Linked DNA regions of Zea mays: region 2 is linked to region 1. A link is a contact called in public Hi-C data. All regions are on one chromosome and are shown on one strand. The core of a region is the stretch at or near the end of the contact, and the rest is flanking DNA. Distances in the headings are between cores, read along the strand shown. Region 1 holds the start of LOC103627575 (probable protein phosphatase 2C 26). Region 2 holds the start of LOC103627578 (DUF740 family protein).

Region 1 (7,647 bases), core at 1,834-4,333:
TCGGGGACTAGGTTGTGGCAAGACAAAATCTGATTGGAAGTATTGATACAGGTTGTGGCAAGACATTTTTTTAGTTTTATAATCCCTTTCTCGAGAAAAAAAGAACTACGTGTTCTGCACGTGACGTACGACAACAAAAAAAACTGGTGCTTTATAGTAATAGAAGACAAAACTATATCTAATTCATTCTCTATGCACCCCGCAGCTCCTTGCTCAAACCAGAGCACTGGACTGAATGAACAATGAGAATAGCTAGATCGAACTCAGCAATTGATATCTCTTAAACATAGTTGGCTCTAAGAAAAAATTCTGAGAGCGCTGTGAAGGGGCGTGGCCAGGGGGTGGGTCTGGCGGAGGGCGCAAGCTGAGTCCTAGTGGTGAAGGGGCGCGACCAGGGGGCAGAGGGAAGGGGTCAGCGGCCTGGTCTAGGGATGGCCGACGATGGGGGCCCGACACACTGAGGAGGCCACCGGCTGGGTAGGGGCCCAAGGAACCGGCGACTTTGGGTGTGAGAGGGTGGGGAAGAGAGAGAGAAACTGGCTCTGATACTAAGATAGAATGAAAAACCTTAACTTAGGGTTGAGAGTTGTATTAATAGACTTAGATTGTTGGGTCTGGCCCATTACACAGGGATATAACTGTGATTAAGGGGCTAACTCCAAAACCCTAAGCGGGTACCCTAAGACTGTCTCCAGTGGTTCGCGTAAAATAGGGGGACGCGGAACTGTATATGACACTGTTTGCATAGTAAAGTTTAAAATAGTGAATGCCATTGGGGATTGAATATGAGATTTGATGGAGATAGCCTAACACCACCTGTCTTTTATTTTTTAGTGACACAACGTCATCATACCTCTTCGCTTTGGTGTTGGACAGGTGAGAGGATTTTTTAATCATAGTCTGAAACTCGAGTGTTGCTCAGACCATCAAACCAACTCAACTAGAGTCTCTTTTGCTTACTGATAATTCTTTTAACTCGAGTTCTTCAGTTCTCTAATGTTAACCTAATGTCAGTAACGGATCTAACGGTAGGGCGGGTGGGGCTCTAGACCCCTCTACCGCTACTAATACTAAACTCTTAGAGCCTCATCGAAGCTCCTCCTAAATTTAAAAATGTGCAAACTATTATATATGTCTACTACGAATGATTATTGATATCATATCGTTGTAACACTTTAATTTAGCCACTCCTAACTTTTTTTTTTCAGTTCCGCTTCCGTCCCAGCCTGCTGTGTCGTTAAAACATTACAGTACTTCTTTTGTTTGTCTTGGCACATGTGGAGTCTCTGATTTTTTTCAACCAACTTTTCGATCTCATACACTTGTCTGTTGCTTGCTGAGATTTCACAGCGGGACGGGGGACAAGTAGAGGCCAAAAAACAATGGGAACGCAGTTCGGCACACTGAATTTTGACTTGCCAGGTGCCCTCAGAGATCAGAATCCAATGCTCCCTGACGGCCTGACCCCCTCTCGCTGTCTTTCGCCCCCTCCCCCCTACTACACTCACGTGAAACATCCTGTGGAAGTCTTCTGTTCCTCCGTTTGCCCATGTTTTTGTCCTTTGTTTGTTGTTGGTGCCGTTGCGCTGACAGCTGGGTTTGGAAGAGTGAAATACGTTGTTCAAATTAGTTAGTTGCTCGCATATTACTATGGTTTTATATCATGTATGTAAATCTTACTTAAATAAGTTTTTTATTAAAACACGATTCTATTTTTTAGTTTTAAATTATTAGCATATATATTTACAATATCTATTTTATAGAAGCCAAACTCTTTATATCAAGTGAGTAGGGTTCAAATCCGCTATATCCTATTTTTTGGATATTCTATGTGGGAGGATAAATTTATTCGACCGCTAACGCACGAAGAAACTCACGCTTAAATGTAGTAGAGAGGTATTTATTTAAGCAGAGATATTGAAGGCTGAAATCTGGTAGCGTAGAACCTACTCATTTCGTTCTTAAATTATTTTTTATTAAACCACTATAAAATATCTTGATGACTCCCAATTTCTAGGAATACTTTAAACAAACAGTTTAGCAAAACTAAAATATGTACAATACATTTAAGAGTATGACAAATATATATAAAAAATAAAATTTTTTTAATATAGGTATTTATATATAAAGAACTTGATTTAGAGGACGTGTTGTTGGAGACGAAGAATATAGAGTACACAATATAAATTCTATGATGAGATAGGAGTTAGAAAATAAAGCTGAAAAAGCCTAAGGCCCCGTTCGGCAGGCCAGCGTCCAAACCAGGCCAGGATCGAAAGCAGCCCAGGATCAAGTGATACATGTGTTATCACTAATTCCTGGTCACTAGTCCAGGAACCAATCCAGGAGGTAGCTCACCAGGACTCGTTCCAGACTAAGAATTGAGCGAAAGGAATTCAAATCAGGTGGGTCTGTTTCTGGTCCAGATTAAAACGAACGGCTCTAGTAGACTGGGCCGGATTCTAAGCCGGGTTGATTCATCCCGCCCGGAAAGAGGCCGGGAATAGGCCGTTCCAGCCGAAACGAACGACGCCTAAACCGTATCCTTGTCAAACGCAGGCACACTTTGTAAACCGTGCCTGACATTTTTCTTTGAGACCGACGAGGAGCCCACTAGGGCGCCGGTCATCCAGTTCGAGGTCCCTAGGCTCTAGCTGGCCCGCCAAAGCCATCCAATTTGCCGCGCCACCGCGCGAATTTACTCATATGCCCCTGGGTGGAGTCCCATCTGCCGTAATTAAACCGAGTACGGGTGGCAGACTGGAAGGACAAGCGTTGACTTAATGACTACTCTCCCCTCCGCAGTCCGCACCCTCCACGTCAACACCGCGCCGCCACGTCACTGCTTCCCCTTTCTGCTCTCTACAGCCGTGCAGCGTGAGGAAGGCGGGTGCGGTTGCGCCGCTGCGGACAAAACGACCACACACAAGGCCACAACCACAAGTCCACAACCATACAAGCTCCACCTGGCAGCTGGCACGGCGCTCTTCCGGTCTCCCGGGGCTCGGCTCGTGTCTTGAATTTTTTTGCATGGGAAACATTGAGGAAGACTGATTTTGTCAAACGGACCCCGTGGCCACTGCAACTGCCAACTGCAAGTCATCGCTCACGGCGCACTCGCGCACGGCGCACTCTTCGGCTCCTCCCCTCCTCGGCAGTGCGGCACTGCGGCGTATACTAGTAATAAAAAGGTACTCGGTCTCGGAGTAGCTTGGCGAGTGCTCCACATCGTCTGCTTGGCTGCTTTCCACCGCCGGAGACGGAGTGTCGGATGCCATGGGCAGCGGCGCGTCGCGGCTGCTCACCGCGTGCGCGTGCTCGCGGCCGCCGCCGGCGCCAGCGGACGACGGGCCGTGCCTGGACGACGCGCTCGGCCACTCCTTCTGCTACGCCGCCAGCTCCGCCGCCGCCGCCGCCGCGGGCCATTCGTCATCCTTCCGCCACGCCATCTCCGGCGCCGCGCTCTCCGCCAACTCCTCAGTGCCCGTGCCGATCTACCAATCCTCCGTCGCCGGCGGCATGCCGCCGCAGTACCACTCCGCGTTCCACACTTCCTCGTCGTTCTCCTCCGCGCCGCTGCAGCTATCCAACCTCTCCTCGGGGCCGCTCTTCCTCTCCGGGCCCATCGACCGCGGCGCCCAGCTCTCCGGCCCGCTCGACCAGGCCGTGCCCTTCTCGGGCCCGCTCCCCGCGAAGCCCACCAAGCCCGCTCGCCCCTCGTCGTCGCGAGGGTTCTCGAGGAGGTTCAGGAAACCCTCGTTCGGCAGCCTGCGGCGGAGCATCTCGGAGAAGAACCGACCATGCGTCGTGCCGCTCCGCCGGGAGGACGGCGTTCAGTGGGCGCACGGCCGCGCCGGGGAGGACAGGGTCCACGTGGTTGTCTCCGAGGATCAGCGCTGGCTTTTCGTCGGCATCTATGACGGCTTCAACGGCCCCGAGGCCCCGGACTTCCTGGTCGCTAATCTCTACCGCTTCCTGCTGCGCGAGCTCCGTGGGATCTTCTACAAAGAGGCCGATCCGGAATCCAAGCGACTGTGGCAGTTCCTGGCGGATGGCGAGGACGAGGATAGCGAACTCGACTTCTCGGGCTCCGGCCGGTTCGCGCTATCGCTTGCCAGGCTCAAGGAGCAGAGGCATCCCTTGTGGGCCCATGCGGCCGCCGCTGGCGATGGTCAAAGCGGCAGGGAGTGGGGAGTTAAGAGGTTGACGGCCGCACCGGCGGTGAGGGATCACAGGGCGGTACTGAGCGCACTGGCCCGGGCGCTAGCTACGACGGAGTCGGCGTACCTGGACATGACCAGTCAGTCAATGGGATCCCACCCAGAGCTGGCAGTGACCGGAGCTTGCCTGCTCGTGGTCCTGTTGAGGGATGACGACGTGTATGTAATGAACCTTGGGGATAGCCGTGCCATTGTGGCGCAGCGACGGGACGACGAAGATTGCTTGATTGGGAGCATTCCGGTGGAGGACATTGGTGTGGGCTTGGAGATCGAGACAAGGATCCCTGGGTATTCGGCAATTGGGCTCGAGGCATTGCAGCTGTCGACTGATCATAGCACGAGCGTTGAAGAGGTAACCTTTTTGCAGACATAGCTGAATTGATGCATAGTGCTAAATTGCTAATGCATTTGTGCATCTACTGAGTTTACTGAAAAGATGAGCTTGCATCATATAAAAAAAATATTCAAACACATTTTTTGTTATCCTGGTTGAACATGCCCTCTGGTAGCTTCTGTGAATACATGTGCAGTATGTGGACTGGCCTGTTCAACAGCATGGTTTTACAATCGGCAGACCATTTTTCTTTTGGAGTTATGAATTTATATATCGTGGGATAGTATGAGTGGATGTGAAGCATCATAAGTGTTTTAATCTATGAATTCTTTCTGCATATGAACTCATGTTCTTTTGTGTTGATGTGCAGGAAGTGCAGAGGATCAGACGCGAACATCCAGATGATGATCAGTGTGTTGTTAATGATAGAGTGAAAGGTCGTCTAACAGTTACCCGTGCATTTGGTGCTGGGTATCTCAAACAGGTAAAGAGACTGTAGGTTGATTGTTATGAAAGGTCCATGTAGGGGAAACAAGTAAATTTTAATGAGAAGTCTGTCTGATTTACAGGCAAGGTTCAATGATGGGTTGCTAGAGATGTTTCGCAATGAGTATATAGGTGATACCCCATATATATCATGCACACCTACTCTTTGCCATCATAAGCTCTCCATCAGGGATCAGTTTCTTGTTCTTTCGTCTGATGGCTTATATCAGTACCTAAGCAATGAGGAGGTAGTGCTGCATGTTGAGAATTTTATGGAGCGGTTTCCTGAGGGTGATCCTGCACAGAGTTTAATTGAGGAGCTACTCTCCCGTGCTGCAAAGAAAGCTGGTAAGCTTATTGTGTGGTCTTCTTCTTCCATGCTAAATGCAAATGTGCCCATTTCTTGATTGTTTTCGATGTTGAGTTGTTGACCGTTTCATTATACCCTTGGCACTAAGGTTAACATACTTGTGTGTAATGTGCAAACATTTATGTGCTTGTACATGTTCATGTTGGGGCGTTGGGTGGCTCACTATGCTACTTTCTGAAATAAACAAAAAATCTATTTATATGCATAAAAACCAGCAGTAACCCAACACGGTACACGGCAGGGGTAAGTCAGCTGCCAACACTGGGCATGTGAGACTGTCAGTTCCTAATTTGTGAGAATATTTTGGCCAAAGTTTAATACCCGCACTTGATGGCACATTTTACACTACTAAAATTCTGCTTGAATGCCCTATCTGACAATTTGATACCTTTTATTCTTTTATATTATTCCTTTTATTTTTTTATCATTTGATAGGGGATATTTGTCTAGATTTAGTCTTTGATCAACATGGATAGTGTTCATATGTAGTTTTGGTGGATACAAAGGTTTAGAGCACACTCTACAGGACTAAAATGGCAGCCTGAGGTTCTGTTCCTAGATAAGTTTGTGCTAGTTTTTAACTTTGGATTGGAATTTAATAGTTTACTGATCTACCACATGAAAATCATATTGTATGGGTAGAGTTTCACTTGTCCGTGAATCATTTTGGTGGCATGAAGTATCTGTGCCAAATGACAAGCTTTGCATTGTTTTGGAGGGCCGCAGATAAAGTTTCCAATTCTATTTTTCCCTAGTGTCATATCGTGCAAATTGGTTCAGAGCAATGCTTCATATAAAATTTCAGCACAGAGATGTTCAATTCAAATGACAAACTTAATGAACTTATGTGTTTTGGGTGTAATGAATCTGGGAATGTACAACACCATTAAATACCCCTTCTCCTGAGAGGTCTCGAGGGGTTAATTGAAAAAAATTAGAGGACCGTCTCTTTGCGAAAAGTCTGTCTCTTACTCGTTTTTTCAAGCATAATAGACTCACTCTGTACACTGTACAACCCTAGTTAATATTCATCTTTTGAGCTACCTTAGAGTTAATGCATTCATGTTTTAGAGACACTCTCGTCTAAGCATTGTACATGCCCTAAGCTCCATTTAATCATTTTTGCTCTATGATAGGAAAGTTCTCAATGATAGCTTTTGCTTTTATTAGAACTTCCGTTGCTGTTACAATGTGTATACAGTGCAGTAGACAGCTGCATAGGTGGGATGTCGCATCTAGTGCATGGTTGAAGATTTAACTGTATAGCTATAATGCATGTGGTTGAAAATTTTAGTTGTAAGACACACAACTGTCACAGCTGAAACATCTTTGTACCTTGCTCTACATCATTGTTATCTATTCCTACATCATTGTCGTCCTGCTTCAGTCTCTAGATCAATTAGTGGTTCTTCAAGATTTCTCTTCCATGAGCAATACTCCACTACTAACCTGGAGTCTGCCTTTTCAGGCATGGACTTCTATGAACTATTAGATATACCTCAAGGGGACCGCAGAAAATACCATGATGACGTCACCATTATGGTTATTTCTCTTGAGGGGAGAATATGGAAATCCTCTGGAACATATGTGTGATGTTCAGCTGATATACTGTCCGTGTCAGTATTTATTCCGATGCAATATTCAGCTGAAATGAACTTCAGCCGGTCAGCACTCCCAGGCGATTGCACATATGCTCACCAAGAGGGGAAAAGTCTGGCATGACATACAGCTATGTAGTCCATACACTTGTCGAAGTGGAGTTCTCCAGCTGGGGATCATCGCTGATCCTTCACATCAGCTTTGTCACAGCTCATGCTCATAGGTTAACTCGGGCAGATTAAAGTTGCAGAAAAATGACAGCCTGGTAGGGAGGAATTCCTGGAAAAGCAGAGCCAATTTTGTTCTGTTTGCCACTACAGCTTTGTTTGGTTACATACTCACCACTGACAATTTTTTCCACCTCACACTGAGTTGTCATAGAGTTGGGTGCTTATTTTATCCTTGGAAATAGAAAACTTTTAGGTATATGCAGCTTTTTCTCATTCATGTGAGGATTGAGCCTGTATTATATTGGAAACTAGAACTGATCATGTCAGAAAAATGGATGATTGGCACCTCATTTTGTCCTGACTCCTGAAGGTGGTTCTCCTTCGAGTCTTTGAGCCGTTAGTGGCATCCGTGAAAGAAAATTTTACATTTCGCCTCCACTGGAAAAACAAAGCTAGTGCCTCCTAGCC
Region 2 (7,647 bases), core at 3,171-5,670, 570 kb after region 1:
CTCCTTTTGGTGCGGGACTCTTCCGATGAAGTGCTCCCTTGGCTTGTAGTGGGCTTTTCGCCGGTCTCCATCTCCTTCTTGGCGTGATCTCCCGACATCACTTCGAGCGGTTAGGCTCTAATGAAGCACCGGGCTCTGATACCAATTGATAGTCGCCTAGAGGGGGGGGTGAATAGGGCGAAACTGAAATTTACAAATATAAACACAACTACAAGCCGGGTTAGCGTTAGAAATATAAACGAGTCCGAGAGAGAGGGCGCAAAAACAAATCCCAAGCGAATAAGCAAGTGAGACACGGAGATTTGTTTTACCGAGGTTCGGTTCTTGCAAACCTACTCCCCGTTGAGGAGGCCACAAAGGCCGGGTCTCTTTCAACCCTTCCCTCTCTCAAACGGTCCCTCGGACCGAGTGAGCTTCTCTTCTCTAATCAAAGCCGGGAACAAAACTTCCCCGCAAGGGCCACCACACAATTGGTGCCTCTTGCCTTGATTACAATGGAGTTGTGATCTCAAGAACAAGTGAGAAAGAAAAGAAGCAATCCAAGCGCAAGAGCTCAAATGAACACGGCAAATCACTCTCACTAGTCACTAGGGCTTTGTGTGGAATTGGAGAGGATTTGATCTCTTTAGTGTGTCTAGAATTGAATGCTAGAGCTCTTGTAGTAGTTGAGAAGTGGAAAACTTGGATGCAATGAATGGTGGGGTGGTTGGGGTATTTATAGCCCCAACCACCAAACTTGACCGTTGGCTGGAGGCTTCTGCTCGATGGCGCACCGGACAGTCCGGTGCACACCGGACAGTCCGGTGCCCCTGCCACGTCATCACTGCCGTTGGATTCTGACCGTTGGAGCTTCTGACTTGTGGGCCCGCCTGGGTGTCCGGTGCACACCGGACATGTACTGTTTGATGTCCGGTGCACCGGCATGGGCGATTCTGACTTCTGCGCGCGCTGAGCGCGCATTAAATGCTCCGCAGGGAGCCGTTGGCGCCGCAGGGAGCCGTTGCTCCGCTGGCACACCGGACAGTCCGGTGCACACCGGACAGTCCGGTGAATTTTAGCGGAGCGGCTGCCGCGCGAACCCGAGGCTGGCGAGTTCAGGAGGCCGAGCTTCCTTGGAGCACCGGACATGTCCGGTGCACACCGGACAGTCCGGTGAATTATAGCGCGCCGGCTTCCGAGAATTCCCGAAGGCGAAGAGTTTGAGTCTGAGTCCCCTGTTGCACCGGACAGGTACTGTTCACTGTCCGGTGGCACACCGGACAGTCCGGTGCGCCAAACCAGGGGTGCCCTCGGTTGCCCCTTTGCTCCTTTATTGAATCCAAAACTTGGTCTTTTTATTGGCTGAGTGTGAACCTTTTACACCTGTATAATCTATACACCTGGGCAAACTAGTTAGTCCAATTATTTGTGTTGGGCAATTCAACCACCAAAATTATTTAGGAACTAGGTGTAAGCCTAATTCCCTTTCAGAAACCAGGAGATGATCACTGGCGTGCTCTTGAGAGAGTGTTGCGGTATTTGAAAGGTACTATGACATACGGTATTTATTATACCGGAAACCCAAAAGTGCTGGAAGGCTATTGTGATGCCAACTGGATTTCTGATGCTGATGAGCTTTATGCCACAAGCGGATATGTGTTTCTGTTTGAAGGTGGCGCTGTTTCCTGGAAGTCTTGCAAGCAGACTATCTTAACAAAGTCTACAATGGAAGCAGAACTCGCAGCATTAGACACTGTTGGGGCTGAGGCCGAGTGGCTTCGTGATTTCCTATTGGACTTACCGGTAGTTGAAAAACCGATACCGGCTATTTCCATGAAATGTGACAACCAAACGGTGATTACAAAGGTTAACAGTTCTAGGAATAACATGAAGTCTACAAGGCATGTTAAGAGGAGATTGAAATCTGTCAGAAAGTTGAAAAACTCCGGAGTTATAACTGTGGATTATGTCCACACATCAAATAATCTGGCAGATCAATTCACTAAGGGTCTATCACACAATGTGATAGAAAGTGCATCGAGGGAAATGGGTATGAGACCCATGTGAGATCTACTCTAGTGGTAACCTGCTCTATGTGATCGGAGATCCCGTGAAGTAGAGTGGAGAAACAAGCTAGGAGTAGATTGTGAGGAAAGATCCCTTCTTTAACTCATTTCTGATGCACATCTTTCCTATCTGTAAGGCAGGATGGTTTTTACCTTAATGTATTCCAAGAGTCTTATAAAGGTGAGATGTTGTCCTACAGAACATCTTCTGAGGAATACACCTATATGAGTCAGACTGCTAGTCACAGTCTATGGGACTTGGGTAATCCCTAAATACTCATGAAAGACACTGAAGTGTGACTTATATGCTTCTGAAAAGCGGGAATACCCTTTTGCAGCCTAGTATCAGCAAAGGATTTGAGTGAATCTTATTTCGCACAAAACTGTCAATTCAAGGCATAGTCCATTGTTCAGTTGTGAATGAGTGAAACTCTTATTCTAGATGAATGTTCAACTTAACAGTCTCCATCGAAACACTGGTATATCAAAGGATTGTGATTCTGATACTTCATCATTACAAACCCTAGAGTTTGGTGGGGATTGTTGGATCTTTTATGGGCTTGGCCCATTTATTGAATAAACTCTATGGTGTGTAATGGTGGAGAATACCAATAGTGCCACATTGGAAGTCCAAGGGTCTTTTGCCTTGACTTATATGGTGGGATTTATTCCACTTAACTTGAGAAGTCAAGAAATGGACAAGGGCGTGCCACACGCGCGCGCGCGCGCCGCCGGCCGGGCCGGGCGTGGCGTGGCGAGGCGAGGCAGGCAGGCAGGCAGGCGAGCGGGCGTGGTGTGGTTGTGTTAATTTTTAGCACTCACTAACCGCGTACGTCAGCCGAGTGACCCTGTCTCTTCGTCTGCCGAGTGACCCTGTCTCTTCGTCGGCCAGCCGAGTGACCCTTCTCCTTCAGCTGCCGACTCATGGCGTGACTCGGCGAGAGCTGGCCGACTCATGGCATAACTCGGCTAGAGCTGGCCGACTCTTGGCGTGACTCGGCGACCTTTCTCCTTCAGCTTCCCTCTGCGAGAGGTTAAATAGAGGAGCACCCCTGTCACTCGGTACACGCGAGAAACACTTTCAGAATCACATTTCAGCCGCCGAGTGAGGGTATTTCCATCTCGTGGCTCTGCGCGCACAGAGAGGCGAGAGGGCAGGTGCCTCCGAAGCCCTTGCCGTTCGAGACCCTGCTCGGGGGATCGGTAATTAGGTTTTTGGGAGCGTCTTCGCGACTGCCCAACGTCTGTCGTTGTCTTCATCGCTGGTTCCTGGCGTCTTCATCTCGATCGGATGACAAGAGAAGTTGGACAAGGATCAGGATCCTCGGAACGCATGGGAGGGTATGATCAATTCAGTTCGTTACTGTTTTATATTCTGCAAATTATATATGTCGTATGTACCTCTGTTCTATCGTATTATGATATGTTATATCTGTCTGTTTTAATTGTACAGTCATCCTGTTTATATTGTTATTTGTTTATTTCCAGTTGTTACGCAATAATCCATGAACCATGTTTATATACTTATTTTATTTATATGATTTACATGCTTCATATGCTTTGTGTTCTCATGATCCATATTGTTATGGATATTTTTGAGATCACGTTTTCTATGTTTGATTATCTATTATATGTTATCATCATAATGTTAATTTATGGAATTAAAATGGTACAGAAAATGCCTATATTTCTAACACCAATCAGCCCGGTAATCATACATAAAAAACCGTGAGTATAGTATACTGTAGCAATTTTCTACGAAATTATGGTGATAAGTTCCATACAGAATTATACACAAAGTGAAAGCTAGGAAATCGGAATTTACAGAACAAAAAAAAAGTCACGGGTTATCTGGTCGTTCGCTGTTCTTTTTTTTCTGTCCGATGAAGGTTGATTAGTGGAGTCAGAGTCGGTTACTAATGTCTCGATTATCTAGAACAAAAACGTTTTCTCCACTACTGGGTTTGTTGGGCTTACACAGTGTGATAGGCCTTCGTTCTTCGAATCAGAAACGGCATACCTATACGATCTGGCGAGTACATTTGTGGTCCATGGGCCCAACAAATCCGCCGCACTGCTCGTTATCCCTCGCAGCAAGTTTTCGCCAAATCTCGGCTACTAGCCCACAGCCCACCCGGCCACAACACAAGGCAAGGCCTGCCATTTGTCGTTTGCCAGCCCGTTTGAACTGGGACTCTCCGTCGGCTCTATAAGCTGGCAGCCACGTTTTGTGTTCTATCTTCAGGACCTATTTGTATCCTTTTGGTGCTCTTCTATTCAGATTCAATATAAATATATCAGGTGGGGACCCCCGCATGATGAAAAAATTTGTACCGTAATAGAGTCTAGCTGAACTCTGACTGGGCGATATTACACATATGCTAGGCACACCATTAAAGCAGAAGAATGGAGAGATACAGAACATGATGAAATGAGCATTGCATTAGACAATACAACATCATGGGAAGGCACAATCGAAATTGCAAGAGTTTGCCACCAAATTAGCTGAAACAACAGGTGCCTCGTACAAAAATATATTTTGCAGAGATAAGCAGACAGGGAAAGTGAGAGCATGAGCAGTGCACTTGTCAGGTAAATGGTTGCTAAATGGCTACGGTACGGTAAGGATGGGCTGTACATAAAGCAAATTTTCGAATCGGCACATGGGTTGTAAATATCGGAGATAACTATGTGCTATGCAGGTAGGATTTAAAGGGGAGAAGAGACGCTAGGTTATGTCAGCCATGTACGTGAGAGCAAGATTAAGCATGCAGTATGAACATTGAATGTGTTGTGCTGAAAATTCCTTAATATGTAGGATCTAGATTAAGCATGTAGCGTGGAAGAACTGGGCTGCGGCTTGCCATTAGAACCCAAATATCCTCACCAACACTCACAACCCCCAAAATGCACTGAGAACTGAGTCAAACATGCAGATATGACGCACCATCAAAATTAAAGTTTTAAAAAAAACACAAGCAAGCATAATTTTTATCAAGAGAATCAGGTTGGTTAAATTCTACTCACTCCGTCTCAATTTATAATTCATTTGAAAGTTTGATCGACTCATCTTATTATTTTTTGTGCGAAAAATAAAAAAGTAGATCCATACTTGAAGTATCCCAGTAAAGTTAATAATAATTGTAGTTTTTTAGAATAAGATGAGACGATCGAACTTCCTGTAAAAAAGTTGAACGGATTATAAATTGGGATAGAGTGTGTATTTCACAAGAAAATTGACAACATAAATAAAAAGATTTCTGAGTCCTCAACGTGTCAAAAAATAGGAAATTCACATGGCCTCGATATCGGTGCATCTAGTCCATCGGTGATAAATCCTTGCTCTAGGTTCACCGCTATAAGGTCCATCAAAACGAAGCTTCTAACTTATCCTTCACACTAACAAACATATGAGTATGATCCTGAATTTATATATCAAGTTAGAAGGGCGTATATACAAAAGGACCATACCAACCTACTCCCTCTGTCCCAAAATGCTTGTCGTTCTCGCTTTTCGAGGAGTCAACCATTCTAAACTCCGACCAAATAGATAAAAGAAAGCGTGAATGTTTATAGTACATAATTGGTATCATTAGGTAGATATTTAAATTTATTATTTAGTGAAATTATTTGGAGATACAAATGTTGCTAATATGCTCTATAATCTAGTCAAACTTGAGAAACTCTGACCGACACGAATGTCAGAGCGACAAACATTTTGGAACAGATGTTGTATTATAAAATTTCATACAGAAAAATTGAAGATGTGACACGATTTTTTTCACAATCATGGCAGATTAAATTTAATTAGATAGAATATAGCAAGTCTTAGGATGGAGCATATTGTTTCTATTGTTTTCTATTTAAGTAACCAGGTTGGACAAATCAATTTGGCTATAGGGTACTCGCTTAAACTAGATTTAGTAATTAGAAACATGCATACAAATCATTGGTGGAGCATGTTGGTGGTGTCAACAATATCCACAACAAATGTTTAAAGCATTGTGATGATTTTAATTATAATGATTTCAAGAATTAAAGACAGAGAATAACAAGGCAGCACACTAGAACATCATAAGAAGCCATAAAAATTACCTAAGCTCTCAATAAATCTTAGTCTAGCTCAGCCAGAGTTTGCACCAGATGCTCAGCTACATGATCTAGCACCCGTTATAAATGGCGTACGTGTAGTATATCAAAAGCGATTTTGTGGTTGAAAGCGACCGGACCGCTCTCTCAAGTTCCCCACCTAATCATTGACCTACCTAGTTCTTCCACGAGCCTAATTAACGCGGAGCAACGTGACAGCGAGACTAAGACCCCCACTGAAGTACTGGCCGTCGAGGGGAGCCGGGATTAGACTGCACTAATTGGTCCCGTTCGCCGTCGTCGGCGGGATACAGCATGCTGCTTGACGCCGACCGCCAGCTCCTGCGCGTTGCGGTTGCGCCGTCTCGCGATTGAAAACACAGGGCCGAGTGGCCGGCCGTTGCCCATGTGCCGCGCGGCGCCGGCGGCACCTACCGGGACGTACGTGGTGCGGTGCGGTGCGGTGCGGTGGTGGACGGGATCGGTGCCCGTGGCCCGTGCCGCCGCGCACCAGCTATTTTTAGACGCGTGCGTCTCGGCTGCGCCGCAAGCCACCATGCATGTCCGCGCAGCCGGCAGCGCTGTGTGATTTTTGTCTGTGCTTGGTGGTTGCGCGCGCCTGCGAGTGATACTGTGTGCTGATGTGCCCGTCGTTTTGTGCCTCCTTTTTGAGCTACGAACCAGGAATGAACGAAGAGAATCTTGTATATGTGTGTGTTTTTCTTTTGGGTAGCAATACATTTTGAGGAAAAACACAGCAGGAACGTTGCTGTTTTTTTTACCTTCCCTTTTTTTAACAAGTTCAGTAGCTACTGACCGAACTTTCAACGTCATCAAAGAAGGGCATCTTGATGAGGAATATTTGATGGACTGGACTCGTAGGAGGAGGGAGGCGTTAGCTTGCATTGGTGGTATCTTTTGAAGAACAAATTGGATAATTTCGTCGGAGGCATGACCCAATAATCATGACGAGCACGTTGGTGCTTCATTCGACATGAGATTTGGACCCCTCCCAAAAGATCTTGCGTGACTCGAAAGGCATGTCTGTACGTGGACTTGCTTGGCTGGACACGGGGAGAGCGCCCCCTGACCCTGATGATGATTTGTATCGCACCGCGCACCACGGAATCTGTTCTAGGCTGTCTAACTTGGCATTAGCCAGTGTGGTTTTTAGAGCCAATCTGTTCGTGCACCGGCCGGGCAAAAGATATCTTCCCCAAAAAAACGCAGCTACTCGTAGTACTCCCTACGGACGTGTGCACGGATTTGCACGGGACGTGCGGGCACGGTGCACGCATGCATGCCGCGCGCGGCCGCCGAAAGAAGCGCTGGTGTTGTCATAGCTTGACGCCACCGAGCGGGTACACCGTACACCTGCATTTAATTGACACATTATGTTACGGCCCTAGGAGTTACTTAAACAGGAGCAAAGGACTAATCCCAGTTCCCGGATCAAGCTCGAGCCGGAAATTTCCGTGCCGAGATGCGGAACCCCACACAAGCACAGCTCGCG

The links. A called contact is a pair of places that touch in the nucleus more often than the background predicts.
Region 2: a contact with region 1 is called in a Hi-C map of leaf, with 6 times the contacts expected there. The contact joins the promoter of LOC103627578 here to the promoter of LOC103627575 in region 1. A contact is called at or near these places in 4 of 25 Hi-C or Micro-C datasets (bundle sheath, ear, leaf and 1 more).

The regions. Positions count from the first base shown.
Region 1 is chr5:206,234,127-206,241,773 of Zm-B73-REFERENCE-NAM-5.0, forward strand. LOC103627575 (probable protein phosphatase 2C 26) reads left to right here and starts at 3,084. Exons shown (of 5, transcript NM_001357211.1): 1 at 3,084-4,572; 2 at 4,751-4,837; 3 at 4,925-5,038; 4 at 5,124-5,388; 5 at 6,798-7,512. The coding sequence starts at 3,277. The coding sequence ends at 7,003. LOC118472098 (a long non-coding RNA gene) reads left to right here. Exons shown (of 3, transcript XR_004849678.1): 3 at 1-180.
Region 2 is chr5:206,804,051-206,811,697 of Zm-B73-REFERENCE-NAM-5.0, forward strand. It overlaps LOC103627578 (DUF740 family protein), which reads left to right and starts at 4,421. Exons shown (of 1, transcript XM_008647879.4): 1 at 4,421-7,647.